2 separate regions of the Mus musculus genome follow, and region 1 is linked to region 2. Evidence: chromatin contacts called from public promoter capture Hi-C data. All regions are on one chromosome and are shown on one strand. The core of a region is the stretch at or near the end of the contact, and the rest is flanking DNA. Distances in the headings are between cores, read along the strand shown. Region 1 overlaps Pcid2 (PCI domain containing 2). Region 2 overlaps Mcf2l (mcf.2 transforming sequence-like).

Region 1 (5,733 bases), core at 2,395-4,894, 150 kb before region 2:
TATTATATTTTTTAATATTTAATTTTTATATCCTTTTGATCACTCCCCCACTTTTATTTTGTGTAATTTGTCTTAGCTGGTTTGCAACACAGCTGGTTTAATTTTTTTCTTAACCTTCTGTCAGAAAGTGTTTCCATCTTTTTCCTAAAACTATCTCCACCAATCATTCCATCATGTTATTTGATTATGCGTTTACAGGAAATGGACTCGTGTTAAGTTGAGCATGGTTTTGCTGTATTATCCTCGCTGCCCTCCCATGGTTGAAGGTCTAAGCTGTCTCAAGGCTTTCCTTTCCCCCGTATTCTAATTGGCTGGTTTGTGTTGCTGTTGCTGTTTTGTTTTTGTGATTGGAGACCCTGGCTGTCTTTGTGTCCTCCCGTGATTAGAGGTCTCGGCTGTTTCTCACTTCTCACCACCAGTCTTAACTGACTGTAGGTGAAGGTCTCAGCCATCTCTAGGCTCTCACTGCCCATCCCACGGTGGATGGAGTTTCTGCCCATAAGCTCCCACAGTGCAGTGCACTTAGCACTGTCATGTGTGGATGCTGGTGACTAAAGACAGAGGGGACAACTGAGGAAGGCTCCTTGTCTCTCACCATCTGTTTCCTGCCATAGTAGCTTGATATCTGTTTATTGAATGGACAGTTGAGGTCCTTGTGGTTCTGTACAACAACCCCTCCTTGATCTTTGAACTCTCGGTGGTTTCTCATCAGATTGCAAAAAAACCAAGCAGAGTAAAAACACCTGTGTTTCAAAGGACACTGCCACAAGTCAAACAGCCATATTTGAAAAACATTTGAAATAACATACCGATAAAGGTCTAATATGGGCTCTACAGTGAACTGTTAGAACTGAAGGGCAGCCCATGCTTAAATGAACACTCCTTGGTTTTTTGTTTTTGTTTTTGTTTTTAAGACAGGATTTCTCTGGGTAGTCCCAGCTGTCCTGGAATTTATAGACCAAGCTGGCCTCAAACTCACAAAGATCTACCTGCTTCTGTGAGTGCTAGGATTAAAGGTGTATTTTACATGCCCAGCTGTAATGATCTATATATTTGAAAAATCTTGAGAGGGGGGAGAGAGAGAGAGAGAGAGAGGAAGAAGAAAAAAAGACAGGTTTCTAGTGAGCAGGTCCTAGCCCGCTCTAAATCAGCAGTATCCGAGGCCACAGTGAGCTGCCTCCTATGCCCGTTACAATGGCTGTGATCACAGAGTAGGAAGTGCACACTACTGAGGGCCATGTGCCACAGTAGCCAGATGCTGCCCGGAAGGCAGGCAAACTGAGCAGTCTCCTGGGCTTTGCCTTTTCTTGTGCCTCCTGGGCCAGGTCAGCAAGGCAGTACCAGTGTGGCTCACCCGTGCTTGCCTATTCATTTCTCACTGCCTGAGTTTGCTTTCTGAGTTTGAGTTTCTGCTGTGACTCTTCAAGTAGATTGAACATCTAAATTCTTTATCACACTTGGGTGTGAGAACATTGACCTAGCGAGCAAGTGTCTTTTTGGGCTACCGGTTGGAACAATTTATGAGAGAGAGCAGGTAGAGCAGCTAGCTGGGCAGCTGGCATAGAGCAGGCCTTGTTCTGTGGACAGCGGACAGCATTTACACCAGTGTCATTGGAGACAGTTCACTTCCCTGCCATGAGTACCCTGCAGTTTCTGCTGTGTCCTGAGTTTGAGCTCTGAGTCCCATGTTCCCAGAAGCTGCCACTGGTCCAGCACCCCTGCAGTCAGGGACTACTTGGAGGGGAGTCACAGAACTAATTCAACTCTGAGTTTTGTTTTCCCAATGTTTTATCATGAACATCTACAAATATTCAGCAGAATTGAGGTAATTTTATAGGACGACCTCTAACTACCACTTCTGTGAGTTTATTACGCTTGTTCTTGTCTGTGTCTTCTCCCTGTCCATTTGTCAAATTATCTCAATATTTCTCTTCATCCTTTTTTTAGAAAAAGCACATTTTTATACACATTTTCCTCCAAGGACTCCAAGTTCCTGTTTGACTTTTGGGGTGAAGTAGACCTTCAGAACCACACAGACCCTGCTGTGCTGAGTTTGACGTTGGCGCCTTTGGTAGGGCCTGGTCAGCAGTGTCCTGGCGTTTCTTCACCAGGGCCACTCAGTTGTTATTTACCGTAAGGTCACCTGTGAGAGCTTCTGCAGAGGGTTTGTCACTCTCTGTGACTCCCTCCTTGGGCTCCTCCTTATGTGTTTACAGAGGATTTTTGTGGTGCTGTTGCTAGGAAAAAAAAATGTTCTTCCAAAAATGCCTCCTATCAATCTCCACCTATAGAGTTTTGCTAATGCTGCAGAGGGCCTGCAGTTGTTTAACGGGGTTAGAATTCTGGGGCTGCTTTTTCTTCTCTTGGCAGCTGTAGTAAACTTCACTGATGGTGTTCAAGAGAATAGACTCCCAAGGGCCCTTTGTCTCTGGATTCTGAGCTAGAAGCCGTGAGGGCAGATACTCAGGGTAGGGAGCTGACTTGGGACAAGGACGCCTCAACAGCTGAGGTCCCTCTCTTCCTCTCCGTTCTTTCTGGGGAAAGTGGTCCAGGTCTTCTTGCTCTTGGAGGACATGCAGGCCGTGAGGTCCACCACCCTGTTGCTGTAGTGTTGTTTGTTGTCATACCAAGAAATGATCTTTACAGAGTTGTCATTGAGAGAAATGCCAGCCCCAGCATCCAAGGTAAAACGGTGGGTTTCACTGTTAAAGTCACAGGAGACAGCCTGGTTCTCACTGTAGCCTGGGATGCCCTTCAGTGGGCCTTCTTCTTGATGCCATCATCCTTGTCAGCTTTCTTCAGGTGGCACAGCAGATCCACAGCAGACATACCGGGGATAAGAACACAGACGGCCATGCTTGCCCCTGAGCAACCTGTTGGTTCTGGGGTGACCTCGCGCATAGTCTTGGCAGTACCAGTGAATCCAGGGATGATACTCTGAGTATCCTCAGCCGTATACCACGGCTTTCCAGAGGGGCTGTCCACAGTCTTGTGGATGGCGGTGATAGCGTGGATGACCTCAGCCGTCCGTGACGGGGCTGAACAAGGTGGAGGTGCAGGAGACATTGCTAACAAAGCTGAGAGAGTTATCCTACTTGTCACGGTTCACACCTATCACAGTCACAGGGTCATCAGCACAAGGTAGATAGGATAACCTTTTGTCTCTATTCTCCATGATGGTGAAGACACAGTAAGCTCCACAACACAGTGGGCACCAGCACCGCCTCATCTGATGTTGGCCGGATTTCACTCCTGGAAGATGGAGCTGGCCTTCCCATTGATGACAGGTTTCCTGTTCTGTCTTGACTGTGCCATGGAACTTGCTGTGGATAGAGTTGTGCTGGGACATGGAGACCTTGAGGTCAATGAGGGGGTCACTGATGGCAGCGACATCCACAACAGTCAGCACGGAAGGCAGCTCTGGTGACCAGGTGCCTGCTGTGGCTAAACCCATTCACTCCGGCCTTTGCCACTGCATGTCAGGGAAGAGACTGGCAGGAGAAGACACAGCTGTCTCTGGGACAGGGGGAGCAGAGCTGCTCTTTCCTCTTTAACTTTACCTTTTCTTTGATGACTCTGGCTGAGGCTTTCTCTCACAGTAGTAATTAGTCCTGGCAAACGGTTTATTCTGTAATTGATCATGTTTGTTTGCTCTTCCTGTAGCCGTGCCGGCATAGAAGACTCTAAGAAGTGGGGGATGCTGTTCCTGGTGAACCAGCTATTTAAAATCTACTTTAAGGTTTGCTTTGCATGAGTTTCTGTAAAGTCTTGTTTTCTATCTGCCTAGGTAAATTACTGGTTTAGTTTGCCTTCTGACATGTGTTAGGAAGAGATCCTGACCACGCCCACATTAACAATCCTAACAGCTGTTAGTCATTCCGTGCCTTCTGAGGGCCAGGGCTCCATGGAGAAAGCACGCAGCATTCTGTGCCACAGAAGCCAGTAAGAACTGGAGGTTCATGAAGACGTGATTTAGGATCGCTAGTGGGAATGCAGCTCCTTCAGACACACGCTCTGAGCTCTTGAGTGAGCACACACTGAGTGTGGGGCGGGAGTCCTGAACATTTGGTAACTGGTCCTTGTGATGGAGCCGGCCTCTGGGTATATGTGGCCACTTGAGCCTTCGTCCTGCGTTGTAATATCAACTTTATGGAACGAGGGGGATATATAGATATATGGATGAACAAAGGAGTCAAGTTGGCTTCATAAAGACAAGTGGGCACAGGGCAGCCCGTCCCACGTCACTGAGAATCTGTCTTTCACTTCATGGGACATTTAGTGTGTCCTCACCAGTGTGTGGCTGAGTGCAGGTGTTTACCTGGACATTTGCTAGCTCCCCTTACAGAGTCCAAGCTTCTCCATTGTATGTTGTCTGTACCAGGTAGTTTTTTGTTTCTTATTGAAATTTTGATGACTTTGAAATTTATATTAAAAAAGTAAGCCAGAAGTTCATGTCTGTCCTTTTGTCTGCCTGTTCTGTTGATATTGCTTATGAATGTTTTAAATGGTTTCTTCTTTATTATAGATCAACAAACTCCATTTGTGTAAACCTCTTATCAGAGCCATCGACAGCTCGAATCTGAAAGATGACTATAGCACAGCGCAGAGGATCACGTACAAGTACTACGTGGGGCGCAAGGCCATGTTTGACAGTGACTTCAAGCAAGGTACGGTGATGACACTATTCCGTGTCTGGGTAAGATGTGTTCTGCCTTACTGACATTGATGTCGCAGAGAATATAAGACTGTATTTTATTAAGGTGAGACGTATGTATAATCCAAGTCCAAATTGTGTGTGAGAGAGAGAGAGAGAGAGCGCGCGAGCAAGTGAGCATGCACATGCACCCCCATGTGAATGTATGCCGTGTGTGTTGTGCAGGTCCCCACAGAAGTCAGAAGAAGGTGTTTGAGCCCCTGGAGCAGGACTTACAGGTGGAACTGAACTTGGGTCCTTTGGAAAAGCAGGAAGCACTTTTGACTACCTAGTCATCTGTCCAGTCTCCTCTTTGCTTTGTTTTTTGAGACAGGGTCTCACTCTGTAGTACAAGCTGTCTTGGAATTCACTATGTAACCTAGACTATCCTCAAATTCATGGTTATCCTCCGGCCTCAGGCTCCTGAGTGTCCTGGAATTACAGGGGGTACCACACCTAGATTTATTGTATTTTTGAAATTTATTATTTTGTGTATGTGTGTGTGTGTGTGTGTGTGTGCATGTGTGTGGTGTGATTTTTTTGGTGTGTGTGTGTGCGCCATGGCTGGTGCACAGAGGGCAGATGACAACCTGAGCTGGCTCTCCCCGCCCATTTTTACGTGGGTTAGCTACCACAGAGTTGGAACTAGAAAGCCATTAGCTTGCTGTCCTCTCACGACGCATGTGTCCCTCCCCCGCAGTCTGTCCTTCTGTAGTATCCAGTGCTGCTGTTCTGAGTGGCCTCCCTGTGCCTTGCAAGTGTAACTAACGAGTGAACAGTATGCTGTTTGTGTGCATTTTATTCTCTGCATCTGCTGATGGATGTCTGGATTGTTCCATATCCTTGCTATAGTATGTAGAGCAGCAGTGAACCTGGATGTGTGATATCTGTGTGATAGGCATAGAGGGCTCTGGTGTGTGCCCAGGTGTGGAATGCCTGCAGCAGGTAAAGTTCTGTCTTTTAAGACCGATTTACATATAGCAGCATTGATTTGCACTCCCACCAGCAGTGAATAAGGGTTTGTCTTTCCCCACATCATC
Region 2 (5,365 bases), core at 2,701-5,200:
CAGAACTGAACTGTTACCCATGTACCAAGGGCCTAGGTCTGTCCCATGCATGCTGTCTGTCTGTCTGGTGGTTCAGTCTCTGTGGGCCCCTATGGGCAGGTTAGTTGACTCTGGGGGGGGGGGTTGTGGTGTCTTTGACCTCTCTGGCTCCTACAATCCTTCTTCTCTCTATCTCTTCCAAAGGATTCTCCAAGCTCTGCCTAATATTTGGCTGTGGGTCTCTTGATAGATACCACTTTCCAAAGTTAAATCAAGATCAGGTAAACAATTTAAATAGGCCTATAACCTATTCTTTACTTCTGTTCTTGAAAAAACAGACTTCCTTAAAGACAACTCTCCCTCTGAGCTCACAATCCGATGGTCCCCAGTAGGGCTGACACCAGCACAAGCCATCCTGCTCTTTAAACACGAGATAAGGCTGTGGGCTCTCACTGTTTTGAGGTAAATTAAGTTCCTAAAACTGTGACACAGTCTCCGAGTGAGGACAGGACCTGGGTCCCAAGTTTGTTTCTCCCTTGCCATCGATATGGCTTCCTGGGTAACAGTGTCACTGTGCACACATAGAGGTGCTTCACAGACTCACAGGTCCCCCAGGAGCCTACGAGAGAAGGCCTGGCTCTGCTTGGGCAGCAGAGTGAGCAGAGAGTGACTGACAGCCCTATCACGTGCCCTCCAGTTCTTTCACACGTGGGAGGTGTGTGTTTCTATGGTGGCAGGTGGATTCCCCTAAGGCTGATCTTAGCAATATTCTCTTGCCATATATTAGAGAAGACAAACACAGCAGACAGAGAATGTAAATAGAGCCCAGGAGCTGCTGTGCCCACATGGCAAACAACAGATATCTATTACTGGACCCTGTCGCATTTGCTCTGAGTCACAATGAACTTCTCAGAGTCAAGGACAGACAGCCACCTAATGTGCTGGAGAGCTATGGCCACAGGCTAGGTGGTAGGGGAAGCTCCCTCCAAGCCCTGCCACGCCCCCTTAGCTGCTCTGCGGACACGAATGGTCAAAGGGATTTCCTGTGCCTTGCAAGTTCACCCAGGTGTGCAAAAGGCTCATGTTATTGGGGGATCTTGTCCCACTTGGGCTACAGTTGATCAATTCCTTCTCTTAAGTCAACCATGGTGGTTCAGAGACTGGCTCTATAGTAATGGGGTGGGACACTTTGTGCTGGCCAGATATACTTACATATCTCACCTGATCCTTCCTAGTCCTGGCAGGAGGTTGGGGGTGTAGGAACCCAGGGCTCAATTCACTTTGTAGTTTCTATGTGCTTCTGTGAACAACCCAACCCATCAGCCCAGGATGAGCAAGCTAACTTAAAGGCATCAGCTCTCCTCAGGTACATCACGAAAAGAACACCAGTGCAGTGCACACCCAGGGCAGGTGGGTGCTGACTAGCCCCTGGATGGCTGCCAGTGTCGGCAGGCTGTGGGTCCCCTCCTCAGCCCTTCCCTACAATCCTTGGGAGGAGGAGCTAAGTTTCCAGGGGTTGGGAGGGCCCTGCCAGGTTGCAGGAGGACAATTTCAGTTCCTGTTAGGTTCCTGACTCAGGCTTCACTCCCAGCAGCCTGGTAAAAGGACTAGCAAGCAGCCTTCACCCCTGCTCTGAGGCAGCCCTGCTCTGAGGCAGCCCTGCTCTGAGGTAGCCTTGCTCTGAGGCAGCCCGTCTGTGGGCTTTATTGCCATGTGCGCACAGGGAACCACAGGGGAAGTTGGACTTCACAGAAAAACAAAGAGAAGATGGGTGCAGGCAGAAAGTCCTATGCTAGCATCCCTGATGATCCATGCAGACAGGAGGGAACCTGGCCATGTTCCCAAGCCCTTGCTGCCACATAAGGGGCTGTAGGCAGCCAGGCCTATACCTCCCACTCCATCCCGTCAGCTTAGACTAGTGGTGCTCAACCTCTGGGTCCTGGCCCCTTTGAGGGTCGAACGACCCTTTCAACAGTGGTTGCCTAAGACCATTGGAAAACACAGATATTTATATTATATTTCAAACAAAATTACAGTTACGAAGTAGCAGCAAAAATGATCTTATGATGCCGGGCGTGGTGGCGCACTCCTTTAATCCCAGCACTCGGGAGGTAGAGGCAGGCGGATTTCTGAGTTCGAGGCCAGCCTGGTCTACAAAGTGAGTTCCAGGACAGCCAGGGCTACACAGAGAAACCCTGTCTCAAAAAAAAAGGTCTTATGGTCGGGGGTCACCACAGCACGAAGAGCTGTATTGAGGGCCACAGCATTAGGAAGGTTGACAACCGCTGGCTGAGACATTGTTCCTGGGAAGCTCTGAAGGAACTCCATGCTTCAGGGACCCCAGGGTGGCAAGCACACCCCACTGTGAGTGTCCCCACAGCAGCAGGACAGCTCCGTGAGCTGTTGGCACACTGTGATCTGTACACGATGAACAGACACCATGCTCATGGCCCAGCCTCAGCTTTTGATTGTGTTGGCCTCTGGTGCCTCATCATCCACAGACTCTCAAGGCCCAATGGATGGTTGATTGTTAAGGTCATCTCACATCATAGACCCATGGTGGTCTCTGTCAAGCATCTAAGATTTCTGTGTCTAAACATGGGCTTGTTCACACAACCTAGAGTTCTATTCACGGAGACTACAACTCCCCCACCTCAGCTTTCCAGATGGAAAGGGTGTTCCTATTTTACAAACAGACAGAAGAAACGTCACAGTTGAGCTGGTTGCGTACGGGCCCCATCCACAGAGCCCCAGTCCCGACACAGATGTCTCTTCCGGCTGGGGTACTGAGTATGAAAACCTCATCCACACCACCTGCCACCCTTCCACACCCTTCTCCTCAAGAGTCAGCTGTCCTGGCTGATTCCCCCACGTCACCAGGGGCTGTGTATGGTCAGCTTGCACCCCTGAGTAATATGCTCTAGCAGAGGAATATATGTCCCCTCCTGAGTCTCTCCTGTGAGTGCCACCGTAGCCACTGTAGCATCTTGAACACCCTCCTATCCTCTTAGGAGAGGTGGCCTGAGCCACAAAATGCACAGAAAAGCGCTGGGGGCAGAGGGCTGTGTGTGCACAGGACTGACAGGGCCATCTCTGCTGAGCCTTCTTTCTTACTGTCCACAGAGACACTTCCTGCACATTTAGGCCCTGAGCAGTGTTTCTCAAAACAACCCCTCCTCATGTCTCAGCTGTTACACCGCATGCAACAACGAACTCTGTCAAATGCCAGCCATGGCCGAACCTCTAACCTTCAAAGATCCCAGGCCCACATCACACAGACAAGATGGGATCAGGCCAGAAAAAAAAGTGATGGTCACTCTGCCTGCTAGACAGTGAGCTCAGGGCTAAGGGAAGGACCCTCTGGATGCTCTATGGTCTTGTAGCTCCCCAGGGAGCCAATCACGAAAACAGCTTGGTGACATGTAGGAGTTCCTACACTTGCCAGCCTGAGAATGCTGTTTACTCTTGGTAGCCAATGCTGCAAACTACTCCAGTGACAACCACGGGCTGAGAACTCGTGTGCTCCAGGTCCCACCTTAGTGGCCTCAGATCCAAAGGGGACACAGGAACTGGGGAGACCATTTCTCTCATCAACAGAATACAGTCACAGAGCACCCAGGTTGCAAGTGTGCCCACTCCCTCGGAGGACCCTGGGACTCACCCTCAGCCAGAGAGCGTAGCCAGGAGCACCACTCAGAGTACATGTAGTAGAGTTTCATCTCTGCCACAGAGATCCGGGCAGGCCGTTTGTGTGCCATGGCCACAGGCAGCCGGAGCCCTTGACTGCACTCAGCGACCGACTGACCACCAACCGACTGCAGGAGCGGCCAGCTTCACTTTCACTTCACCATTAACCAGGATGGAGCACTAAGGTAATTGCTCTCACAAGACTAACATCCCCTCCTCACTCCACCCTGCATATTTACACAGCGACTCCAGGCTGAAACAGCCTGCAAGCAGCTTTGGGAAAAGAACAATCAAGCCATTCTTGCCAGTGTGAGGCACAGGGACTCAGCCAGGGACAACGTCCACTCACGGTGATGGACAAGAAAGAGTCACCATTCCCAGGGCAGGGAGGCGAGAAGGCTCAGCAGAGTGCACCAGCAGGAGGTGAGAGGGCTCCTGGTCCAAAGAAGACGATGCAGCGTCAGCTTGGGCCTCGTTCCTTACAGGAAAGGAACAGACAGAGGTGTGTGTGTGTGTGTGTGTGTGTGTGTGTGTGTGTGTCTGTCTGTCTGTCTGTCTGTCTGAGGCCTGGCATACAAAGAGTAGCCCCCATCCAGCATGCAGACAGCACTGGTACCAGGGCACATGCTCACACAGCCAATCTACTCGTACAGGGTCAGGACACAAAGAAGTAGATGAAGCTTCAGTGGATGGAGGGGCAGTCGGAAAACTAACCTCTCTGCCCAGGGATCCAGGCAAGGATGAACTCCTGAGCCCAACCATCAGAACACAGCGAGGTCCCCACTACCTAGAGAGTTCAAATCTAGTGACTGGCAGCCACCACCACTCAGATGTCAAGGACACCGTTTCCCCAAGGTGAGCAAATTCACGCTGTGGGCAGGTAGTAGGGCCCGGGTAGGTGTGAGTTGTTATTTCCACATTCCTCAAGAGCAGAGACTCCACAGGCACCCCGTCCCAAGATAACACATAGGGACCATCCCCACAGAGACTGAGATCCCAGAGGCCCCAAAGAGAGCCTGCGAGGACCCTAGCGCAGCTGGGATGGGGTCTCTGGGTCTCTCTAGCCTGGCATTGGTTTCACTCTAGGCCAAGTGGTGGCCAGTGGCCAGGGAAGTTAGGAGCTGGTCAGGAGGTCCTTCCCAGCTCTGGCTAAACCGACAGCAACCATATCTAGTTGTCACAAAATTACTACCTGCAACCGAGCTGCCTGAAATTTTAAAAATGATAACAATCCCCAGATTTCCTCAGAGCAGGAAACGGCTTCTTACAAACAAGTTCTAGGAGCACCACAAGGAAATGTCTCTCACCAGTGTTTCCCCTGTGAACAAAAGCACTATAAATCAAACGGGAGGCTCCTCCCACCTCCCACCCCTCTGCAAGCTTGCTTTAGAGTTAGAGCAGGATGGCCACGCCCTTCTGCAGGCTCGAACTTCTGAAGCTTGGATGCCAGGAGTGTGGCTATAAATGCCTATGGGCAGGACTGTCACACCAGTGGTCTAGCCTCATACAGGATGTTCCTGCTTTGACTAGCCATGGGTAGGACCATCATACTAGTGGTCTAGCCTCACATTGGATAGTCCCACTTTCAATAATATGTCTGTCTTCTACAAACATGGTTGAGTCCTGGGCTGAGCCAGGAAGAACTTCAGCCCAGTGGCCTGTGCATCTGGCACAGGGGTCAACTGTGTCACAGCAACGA

Evidence for each region. Capture Hi-C pulls out chosen DNA fragments and counts their contacts.
Region 1: a contact with region 2 is called in a promoter capture Hi-C map of pancreatic islet. The contact joins two enhancer-like sites. A contact is called at or near these places in 2 of 39 promoter capture datasets (the 3T3-L1 cell line and pre-B cells), 2 of 115 datasets of contacts at active chromatin or transcription factors (embryonic midbrain and embryonic stem cells) and 3 of 9 other capture datasets (adipose tissue, liver and pancreatic islet).

Annotation. Positions count from the first base shown.
Region 1 is chr8:13,084,257-13,089,989 of GRCm38.p6, reverse strand. It overlaps Pcid2 (PCI domain containing 2), which reads left to right. Exons shown (of 14, transcript NM_178708.3): 8 at 3,664-3,739; 9 at 4,526-4,667. Among named protein-coding and RNA genes, the nearest start is that of Pcid2, 18 kb to the left of the region's middle. Within about 2 kb of position 3,644, at least 2 of the 459 cell types and tissues checked have an H3K27ac peak or open chromatin away from gene starts, as enhancers often do. A contact at or near this core is called in pancreatic islet, where this site is marked.
Region 2 is chr8:12,930,161-12,935,525 of GRCm38.p6, reverse strand. The region is part of intron 1 of Mcf2l (mcf.2 transforming sequence-like); the gene reads right to left. Among named protein-coding and RNA genes, the nearest start is that of Gm38671, 15 kb to the left of the region's middle. Within about 2 kb of position 3,950, at least 34 of the 459 cell types and tissues checked have an H3K27ac peak or open chromatin away from gene starts, as enhancers often do. A contact at or near this core is called in pancreatic islet, where this site is marked.